Linked DNA regions of Mus musculus: region 2 is linked to region 1. The links are chromatin contacts, called in public ChIA-PET maps. All regions are on one chromosome and are shown on one strand. The core of a region is the stretch at or near the end of the contact, and the rest is flanking DNA. Distances in the headings are between cores, read along the strand shown. Region 1 overlaps Nfia (nuclear factor I/A). Region 2 has its middle 39 kb from the start of 0610025J13Rik.

Region 1 (5,469 bases), core at 1,586-4,085:
CTACTGTGCTACAGCTTTCTGAAGGATGAAGCCTGTCAGTCTTGTGGGATTGCTACATCCACTCTGGAGATAAGAAAACTGAGACCTATAGAAGTCTAGGAGTTTACCCATCAGCTGAGGGTGAAGAACTGGCAAGGAGGCCCATTTCGTGGTTTGAAAACCCCATCTTTCCATCCTAGCTAGCTCCAACTTCCATGTGTCCATTGGGCCTTGCTTGAATAATACAGCTACCACTCCCAAGGCTGGGTCCCAGCCTAGACACATCCCAGCCAGAATGGGTACTGGCTTCAAAACAAACATGGTAGCAAATGCCAGTGCTCTTCCCCGCAGGCTCTGCTCTTGGCACCGTGGAGGTCACTGAGGCTGGAATGTACTTGTGTTCCTACCTCAGGCATAAATAGCCAATCTTTGCTCCTTAGGTCTTCTGCCGTATGGGGAGTCTAGGGATGCAGAGTGGCATGCTCAGGAGCTAAGCTCTACTTCTCAGAGCAATAATCACAGGTATATTTAGCATCCATCAGGATTGAACTGGCCTGAACACAGCTGGTACCAGCTTTATTTGCTTATAAAGACTTCCTGTCCTGCCCCCAATTCTATACTTCCTGGGGTCACTTCCCAAATAAACTATGTAGACCCAAACCTTTGTCATGGAATCCACTCGGGAAGGAATATAAATTGATGAACAAGGACTGTTTTGAAACACATTGAAGACATGGTTTGGGGCCCACTGCCAAGAGTAACTTCTCTGCAGTGTTCTATGTGCATGGCTCCTATTGATCTTCCCAACAAGTGGACAATTCCAAGAAGACTGAAGCATACCCATGCTCCCAAACGAATTGCTGGAGACAGGTGCCCTTGACCCTCGAGTCCAGCCTGTGGCCATTATCCTTCAGGAGGTTACTTAAGCCTCCTTAGTGATTGTCAGCCCCTCCTATGAGCATGGGGAATGACAGCACCTATACCATGATAGGACCATGGGAAATGATATGCCATTTGTAAAAAGCACCTAGCATATAAAACAGAGTGTAGAATTAACTGTGAAGCTGAAAGAAAGCCAGCATAATTTCCCCAGATAGTAAGGAAATTATTCCTAAGACTTCAAAATTCTCAACATTTTTATTTTGTTGCTCACTGTTTTGTCTCTTTCAGCCTCTGAGTAACCAGGCCTAATCCAGGTGCTCTTGTGCATCCCTCTTTTTTGTGATGGAGCACCACCTCTCAAGTAATGGGCAACACTCGGCATCTCAGCTGACCTTCGTGACTTTTAAAGCATCCCTGCCTGCTTGATGATCTAGGAGACGTGGGCAGAGCAAATAACCATGGACCCACAGAAGATAGATGAGCTTTGGTGAGGTGCGGTACACCAGCTCATACTGAAGGAAGAGATGAATGGCGCCTAGAGAGCTGATTTACTGTCTGAAGATAAAGTCTCCTATAGATCTTCATTAAGATAATGCTAACTTCCCAAGGTTGATTTGCAAGAGTGGCTGCTGCATGGGACAAAAGACAAAAAAAAATAATAAAGTTTGCAAATGTCAAGGCCTTACGGGGCCAGTGCTGAGATGGTTTATCAAAGCCCCTCTTCATTCACAGTGGCTCAGGGGAGTCGGGATATCTTAAAAAGAGGATATATATATATAGACATAGATATAGATATATACACTACATGATATGCCAACTAATTTAATTTCTCTCTCTTACTATAAGCACTATGCAAAATAGTGTTCGAGCATTTATGGTAACATCGAGATATTTGCCTACCATTTATTTGCCTACTATTTATTTGAGATATCATCAGAACATCGACAGGTACACAACCCTTACATTATTATGATGCTGTTTGTTGTGAGTTCACAGAAGTACATTCCAGTTTATATATCCCCAAGGATTGTTAGAGTTTCTTACAAAGGATAGACAAGTTTTTGTTCTGACAAATGAAGAATGAATATAACATGAGAAGCTATAAAACTAACATCTCTTAGATATGTGGAGTACCCTGGGGTAAAAAAAAAAATGTCCTTTTCCATTTACTAATTGATACTTGCCTCTCTTCATCCTATAAAGGTCAATATTCAATTTAAAAAAATGTTTTACAAAACAAAAATGGTAAAATTTATAATGAAGAGAAAATGAACACACATTTCAGTTGTGCTGACATAGCCCTGGCTGAGATTTTTCTGTGTGGATTCTGGCCTCCCTCTTCAGTAAATGTAGCCTGAGGCACAGCTGCCTTGCTGTGTGCTACATAGGCCAGACCCTCTATCCACTTCCATTCCAGCCAAGCCTTTGACACTAGATTCCCACTTGTGTATTGACATCTAAGACTAGTACAACTTAAGGACTAGAGAGATAGCTCATTCAGGACCTGGTTTGGAATCTCTAGTACCCATGGAAAACTTGGGTAGGGCCTGCCTGTTACCTCAGCACTGAGACCACAGAGACAGGATTCCTGGAGCTCAGTAGCCAGCCAGTCTAGTCAACCCACAAGCTCTGGGTTCAGTCAGAGACTCTTCTTCAAAAACAAAGGTGGATATAGATAGCAATTAAGGAAAACACCTGACATTTACCTATGCTCCCCCCCCCCCCAAAACCCTGGAGGGAATACATACACACACAAGTGAGGCATATCCACATGTTCGTGTATACACACATATACTACACACACAAAAACAAATAAAAAGGAAAACAACTAAGTTAGGTTTTAAACTGTGCTTTTAATTCTGTCAGAAATCAGCTGGTGACTGTCATTTTTTTTCCCTCTCCATTGGACTGTGGGCTTCTCAATAGCGGAAATATGACTAATACAGAACTTAACACACATGAGTGTCAAAATGCTGAATGACTAAGTGAGAAAATGACTAGTGAAGTAACTATAAAGGAAGAGGCGGCCGAAGCAGGTACAGAAGATGGCCAACAACATGTGATCCTCTCTGACATCACTCAGGTAGACTAGAACCCATGGCTAGCAAACGCACAAGCCCCGCCTCCCACATTATTCCTTCCTGTGCTGCAGGGTTAGTGTTTTGTTTTTGTGTTTTGCTTTGTAGTTGTTCAGGAAATAAGGGAAGAATAGCAGGTCCCCAGGGTTTACAAGAGTCATGAGTAGCCGGTGCTGTCCCCTAAGAGTCGGCTCTAATGATATCCCCCCACTTACCCTACTATGCCTCTCAAAATCTTAAAATCATAATAAACTCCAGAACCAAGTAATCTCAGTTTAAAAAGCAACTACAGATAATGTTTGGTGATTGGTTCTGTAATGTGATAAAATTTACAGTGTGTTTTTTAAGTCATTTAACTGGAGCTGGGAAGGAGGCCACACACCAATAACACAGTGCAGCTGCAGAGCTGCAGAGGGTCCTCCCCACCGCATGCCACAACGTTCTCAAAGACTGAATCATGTCTGGTTGGGTCCTGTCAAAAGTTTACTCATGGATCTCAGCTGTCACAACCTAAAACATGACTTTAGCTTCAGGGCGTGTGGTCTAGCAAAAGCCAAGATCTCAGTTCTCCATCCTGCTCTAAGAACCAGACTCCCCTGAATTTCTGGTCCCTGATTTATCTGCTTATTGGTAGGTGGTTTTTGTTATTATTGCTCTTTTGGGGATTGCTGGGTTTTTGTTTTTTTGTTTGTTGGTTGGTTTGACTTTTGTTTTCTGTTTGCTTTTGGTTTCTTTTTCTTTTCTTTTCTTCTTTCTTTCTTTCTTTCTTTCTTTCTTTCTTTCTTTCTTTCTTTCTTTCTTCCTTCTTTTTTTTTTTTTGAAACCTTATTGTTTTGTTTTCTCCATTGCTGAGAACATAACTGGGTAGCACCTAGAAAGTGCTCTACCACTGAGCTCCATCACCAGCCAGTCCCTTTCTGCTCTTCCATTTCACTGTATGGTATCACGACAACAGGAAGGCCGCTTCTGTTTTTCTCAGGTTTCTAAAGTGAACATCACATTCTGGGCTGGTGGCTGGTTTTGGACCCCTGAGGAGCAGATTCACTTATTCAAGTCTTCCCTCCCTAACCCAATGCTGGATGAAACAGGAGCATCGAATTCTTCTAAACTCTATAGTACACCCTCTCTCTGCTCCTTTCACCGATTCATAATTGGATGTGGAATTCCCCAACCTATTTCATCAAAAGTCCATTTCATTTCAAAACCACGTGGAAAGCAAAAGAAACCATCTGCTTTGTGAAGCGTCAGCACACACAAGGCTTTCAGGGCAGGTAGTGGTGTGTGGGAAAGGCCTTCACAACAGCTTTGCATGCTACCCTGGCCTGCTGAGGGTGCATGTGTTTCACAACCACCAGGGAAGGCTGGGAACAGACCCAGGGCAGGGTTTCTGTTACTACATTTAGCTATTGCCTCTCCATCTGCAAAATGCCCTCACCTCGTAACTCAACTCTTCTTTTAGCTCTCACACGTGAGGGGAAGAGAGTCAAGATGGATGGAAGCAGAGCAATAATGCAATAGCAGTGCCTCAGGCTGAGACCAAATCCAGTGCTCTCATCAGCTCTGGCCTGATTCCTGTCTCTGCTGGCTCATCCCTAATACAGAATACTTTACTGAGAATGCACCGAGAACTGGTTGCTATGTCATGAAATTCATGTGTCAACTTCACCAATTCCCTAAGGTACCATCTTTAGACCAGCTTCAGAGAAAGGAAACCAAGCCTGAAAAAAGAGCTGCCTGCCCCAAACTGAACAGTCAGAAAGTGACATGGCTGGGTTATCTGGCTATGACTCTGACATCCTCTTTGGAACATCATGACACCCAGCTCAGAAAGGTAAGAGGAAGGAAATGAAGGGCAATCAGAAAGAGTGAGTGGTAAGGGACAGCCTGGGAATGAATAAAATGGATCCTTGCTCTCCTCTCCTGTGGGTAGATTTCAGGTCTCTATAGGAGAACAAAGGCCCTCTACTCTGGGGAAAATATACAGACTGAAACTTCCATTCATTTGTAAATGTGCACCTTCCAAAGAATTCCCATACAACTTGTCTGTGTGTCATCTTTGCCACAAAACCTGTTGTGGTCAGAGAAAAGAAGAGAAATCGCAGGCGTGGAGTCAAGATCTTGCCCCATCACACTCGTGGTGGGTAAGGAGTACAGGAGGCCAGCACACCTCCCTCTCAGCTGTCCTTTAGCTTCCTTTTCCTGAACCAACAGCTTCTTTCCTAAATGAGCAACAAAAGCTCTGGGCCAGCATCAAACCTCAGGGGCTCTGGCCTCTGTCATTTAGTAGCTGTGAAGCCTTGAACAGGATTTACAGGCACTTGGGCTACAGGTCCCTCATCTCTCATTTGGAGGTAACAGTACCTATTCTCTCTATTACATGGTGTTGTCAGAAAAATCAAACGAGAAAATGGATGTGAAGAGTCCCTTTGAAAACTGCAAATACTATACGAATATAAAGGATTATTATTTTTTGGGTCCAATAAAACTTTCTCAGTTGAATGAGCCCTGTGTAGATGGATGGTCAAGTTTT
Region 2 (5,469 bases), core at 1,113-3,612, 420 kb before region 1:
GGCAAAATCCGTCATTATGATGGTGTAATGGTCAGTATAACCTTGTACATTCTAACAACAAAGAATACTCATTAGCTATGGTTAAACCATAGACACACTTTTCTGTGTCTTAGTGGAGGGAACGTTCTTAGAATCATTTGGCATGTTCCATGGTAATCAAATTATGTAGAATACTTCTGTTTTAATAATACTAGCCCTTTAAGTCTTTGAATTTTGTTTGAGACAGGGTTTCTCTGTGTATCCCTGGCTGGCCTGGACTCACTCTGTAGACCAGGCTGGCCTCAAACTCAGAGATCCACCTGCCTCTGTCTCTCAAGTGCTGGGATTAAAGGCATGCACCACCACCAAGTCTTTGAACTTTTAAATTTTACATGTTTCATTTCACTTGGAGTGAGCTTCTTTTGAAGCTACATTTCAGCTGATCAACTAAGACACATGGCTCTTGAATTAGATTGTCGAATTAAAAATCTCTAGCAAATATATTTATGTTCATGATTCCTCTTTCTTTCATTATCCTTCCTTCAATATAAATCTATTATGACACATATTTCCAGTTTCTGTATGTGTAAATAACCAGGAGTTGCAAGTATTTAAATGAAGACTCTTTTCTCTTTGAGATATGATTGATGTGACTCATAGGTCAAGATACAATACATTGATTAAAGCCCATTGTAAACACAGTTCCCACTCACACATGTGGTGGCTGCTGGATGAAAGCCTGGAACTGGAAGAGGGGCCAGAGGGCACTTGCATTAGTGTGTCAGGGCTGGTGCTGAAGTCAAAGGGCAGAATGTGAAGGATTCTTAGCATCTCTAGGAGGATGGTCATGGAAGAGTCCACACACAGGCAGAATTAGCTTATTGGATGGGAGGAAGGACTGCTTTGGCAGTGAGAGAAGCCTAGGGATGCTGAGCACTGTGGGGATTTATATGTCCCTGTATTTACCAAAATATGCTCATTTTAGATTTCAGGTTTCATCCTTTTCAGAGTGAGGTCTTACTCAAACATAGATGACTAAGTAAGAATATAAACTCAATTGAATTTGAATTCAAAACTCAGTCTTGGTATCTAACTTTTGGAATCATTCTATTGGCTTAAGAGATTTTGGAGTTTGTCTGAGGGCAATTAAAGAACTGTCTAAGTTTCTAATTTTGCCTAGCCTGCAGGCATGTCTAACCTTTTGACATTGTGACTCGAGGTTACCAAGTTCACACTCAAGAATCATGCAATCTAGTTACAAACAAAAAGCAAGGGAATAAACAAACAAAAAGCATCCAAGTATTTTAAGTAAGTTTATTATTTTGTTGAGTATAACTGTTCCCTCAGAGGCTACAGGTTAGACACATCTTAAAGAAAATTTAAAAACCTTAGTTTATAATTTCCTTTCCTGAGCTCTTCATTGCTTCAGAAATGTCCTACAGCCCCTTAGTCTCTGTTTACCCTATTCCTACTACCCTGATCCACCAAGCTATTGCCTCTTTGAAACACACAATTAAATGGCACATTGGAACATTATGGTGGTACATTGTAGTACCACTAAAAAAAATGTCGTGATTTAGCTAGCTATTTTTGTGACCATGCCCTGAACTGATTTTTTTGTTGTTGTTGTTCTTCAGGAAGAATTGAATTATACTTGTCTTCAGCCATGTGACTCTTCCCAGGGAGATGTAAAGAAATGCTTGCTTACACCAAACAGAGAGGGTGTCAACAGATTAAAGAAAGGACTGCCATCTGAGTACATTTGGTGAATCAATGAGTTTATTAGGATTACTTACAAGAGTTGGGTAACTCAAAGCAGATAAGACACCAGGATCTTTGCCATAGACACTGTTAGTAGAGCCGCTGGTGAATCCTAATCCTTCGTCAATGTTGTACTTACTATACCTTCAATCAACTCCCAACACCTAGTGAAGCTGGAGAAGGAGGAAGCAGTGATTGGTCTCTCATGTGAAGACTTGGACTCTCATTATTATTACTATAACCTAGCTGTGACTATAGACTAAGGTATTCTGTAGGTCACCATAGCAACTCTGTTTCATGGTGGCAATGGCCATGTCAATACCTAAGAAAGAATACCTCTATATCACCTTCAAGCCAACAAAGTCATGTAACTACTGTCAGTCAAGTTCCTATTGTTGGGAGTCTGTTGTCTATAATTACTTCTACTTCTGAAATCTATATTAGTCATAGCACAGTATAAGAGAGAAAACACTCTGGATATTTTAAGCATGAAAGGATTATATACAGGAAATGAAGTGCCTTAAAAATATTTGAAAATGTTAGATTAACATGAATCAGGAAGCCACAAATGGAACTATTAAATTTAATGCTCATCATCATAGATTCTATTTAGAGATAAGGTAGCTGGGTAACGAAGCCACTTCCTCTGTCACCAACTGAAAGTTTCTTGACACCACAGAAGTGTTAACCATGCACAGAGTCTGGTCATCAATGCCCCAAAGTCGCTTGTAATACTTATGTTTTTGTGAGCTTGCTTGTTAGCAGAATAACAAAAAGACAGCAACCTGTTTTATATTCAAAACTTTTTCAAATGCATCAATCCACAGAATCTAATTTGCATATAAAATGCTAGCAGTCTAAAAGCCTGGCTGATGTAGTTTTTAACCCATAGGCTCTCTAAGGAAATGGGAAGGGGTGCTATCCAGAGTGTTGATAACCTGTTTTGTTAGCAGGTGTCACAGGTAGCTTCAACTTGACACAAACCTAAAGTCACTTGTGAACAGGGAGCCTCTGCTAATTATATAGGAGGGCTCAGCTTATTATGAGCATTGTTGACCCTGGGCCAGTGGTCTTGGGTTGTACAAGAAAACAAGCTGAGCAAGACAGGGGGAGCAAGCCTGTAAGCAGTGTTCTGCCATCATCTTGGTTTCAGTGCCTGACTCCAGGTTGAGTTACAGCCCTGGCTTCCCTCAGCGGTAGGCTCTAAGATGAAATAAACCCTTTCCTCCACAAGCTGCTTTTGATCAATATTTTATTACAGCAATAGAGAAACAAATTAGAACAGAGTTGGTATCAGAGAGTGGGATATTGCTGTGACAGAAATGACTATGGTGTTTTGTGGAGGACCGTGGAAGGATTTAGAATTTTGACCTTGGAAAGCCATTGAGCACTCATTGAGAGCTTAGTAAGCTCTTCTGTGGATGCTTAGATGTGAAGGTTGGGAGAAATGCAAACAACGGGGGCAGACTTGTGAAATTTCAAAGCAAGGTAAAACTCTGTCAGACCTGTGTGTGTGATTCAGTGTCTGGCAAACACAGAAGTGAATGGTCACAGTCATCTATTGGATGGATCACAGGGCCCCTAATGAAGAAGCTGGAGAAAGTTCCCAAGGAGCGAAAGGCATCTGCAACCCTATAGGAGGAACAACAATATGAACTAACCAGTACCCCCAGAGCGCGTGTCTCTAGCTGCATATGTAGCAGAGGATGGCTTAGTCGGCCATCAGTGGGAGGAGAGGCTCTTGGTCTTGGGAAGATCATATATCCCAGTACAGGGAAATGCCAGGGCCAGGAAGCGGGAGTGGGTGGGTTGGGGAGCAGGGCAGGAGGAGAGTATAGGAGACTTTGGGGATAGCATTTGAAATGTAAGTGAAGAAAATATCTAATTAAAAAAAGAATCTATGGACTTCAAACCTTTGCTTTACTGGGATGATATATATTGGCTAGCTGGGGATCAAAAGTCAGCTGTGACTATCAAGAGGTCATTGTGGCAAAATCTTCTCAGAAACATTCCTCCAGGGTCATCTAGCAGAAGCTGTGGTCCAGGGACACCAGTGCTGTCTATCGAGCTGTAAGCTGAACTTAGCAACGTTTAAGAGTCTCCCTTAGGACACTGGTTTTAAAGGAATGGAGTAGTCATGGAGAGCAGGTAAGAAGATGTGGCACTGTGTAGCAGGGTTGGAAGAGAGGCCATTGACTGAAGGTGCAGCCTCAGTTATAAAGGAGACACCAGAATATTGGAGGTGCCAGGACAGCAACAGGAGGTGCAGGCTAAGTCTGCAAGACAAGTGATGTTTGCTATGGATGCAGAACTAGAGAAGATCTGGCTGAGCCCTTTTTTAGCTACAAGATCATGAGTCCTATTTGCTGGACATTGAGCTACAGAATTTGATTTATACTGCTAGATGTTCAGTTTTGCTTTGATGTCATATTAACCATATTCCAACTTTTCCTTTTTGAAATAATCAAGTATTTCACATGTTCTTTCTTCATTTTGCAGGAGCCTACAGCGAAGAGACATCTGATTTTTAAAGAGTCCTTGGACTTTTAAGTGTGGAAAACTTTAAAGACTGAGATTTTTAAAAAACCAGACTGTGTTTTATAGTGTGGTACTAACATTAGCATGAGATCTTAGAGATGAACAAGACAAAGACAAGGCAGGCTATGGTGGACTCGTGAGAGCTAATCTTGGTTTTCAACTTGACAGACTTGTGAAGAGAAACCTTATCTGATGAACTACTTCAATGAGATTGGCCAGTGGGCATGTCCATGAGGCATTTTTTTAAAAGTATTTTTATTCTTTGAGAATTTCATGTACTGTGCTTTGACCATATTTATCGCTTCGGCCCCTGACCCCCACCCCCCACGACCGAGTGCTGCCCATTCTCACTGTAACTCCTTTAAGATCACATTCTGTGTGTGTGTGTGTGTGTGTGTGTGTGTGTGCGTGTGCGTGTGCGTGTGCGTGTGCGTGTGTGTGTGTGTGTGCGCGCGCGTGTGTGTGTGTGTGTGTGTGTGATTCTGATGCTCGGATCAGGAATCTGCATGTGAATACTGATGGTCCTGTTCCCCAACTAGCTCTTAATTGATCAATAAAAATGTTAGTGGCCAGAAGAGGCGGGACTTCCAGGTTTCCACAGGCAGGCTGGCAGATGTAGGAGGAAGAAAAGGATTTGCCATGCCACCAGTCATGTCGGGTGGAGTGGCCAATTGCCACTTCCCTGACTTGGCCTGGGGTAGCAGCTGGGAGATTAGAACTAAGTTGAGGGCAGAATTAGAGGTATTGAGCTGGGAGTGAAGATAAGGGCAGGTTAGCTGCAGGAGGCTTAGAAGTGCCTGGCCATTGAGCTAAAAAGCATGCTAAAAATGAGCTTGTGTGTGTGTGTGTGTGTGTGTGTGTGTGTGTGTGTGTATTTCATCCAAGGGAACCAGGGCTGTGACTGGTAGAGCCGTCTGCCTGGAGCTTAAAGCAGAGTAGTAGAAACTACATGCTACAACACTCTATTTTCTTTCTTATTCAACAATTTTATGCCCTTTTAAAACAATTACCCATTGAGTACAATTTATACATCCATGAATCTGTATCTGGACCATCCACTGGATCACAGTTGATCAGCTAAGGGCTACACCATTAAAGAAAACTGACTTTCTCTTGTTCACTCTCTCTCCCAGCAGCTATTTATTGCCAATAGCTCCTCAGTTAGGAAGGGCACTTGTTGACTGGCTCTCC

The links. ChIA-PET counts read pairs in DNA pulled down with a chosen protein or histone mark.
Region 2: a contact with region 1 is called in an RNA polymerase II ChIA-PET map of effector CD8 T cells, with 6 read pairs. The contact joins two enhancer-like sites.

Annotation. Positions count from the first base shown.
Region 1 is chr4:97,858,502-97,863,970 of GRCm38.p6, reverse strand. All of the region lies in intron 2 of Nfia (nuclear factor I/A), which reads right to left. Gm19417 (a long non-coding RNA gene) reads left to right here. Exons shown (of 2, transcript XR_376437.4): 2 at 1,150-5,469. Among named protein-coding and RNA genes, the nearest start is that of Gm19417, 7.8 kb to the left of the region's middle. Within about 2 kb of position 2,835, at least 28 of the 459 cell types and tissues checked have an H3K27ac peak or open chromatin away from gene starts, as enhancers often do. A contact at or near this core is called in effector CD8 T cells, where this site is marked.
Region 2 is chr4:98,279,389-98,284,857 of GRCm38.p6, reverse strand. No RefSeq gene overlaps it. Among named protein-coding and RNA genes, the nearest start is that of 0610025J13Rik, 39 kb to the left of the region's middle. Within about 2 kb of position 2,362, at least 22 of the 459 cell types and tissues checked have an H3K27ac peak or open chromatin away from gene starts, as enhancers often do. A contact at or near this core is called in effector CD8 T cells, where this site is marked.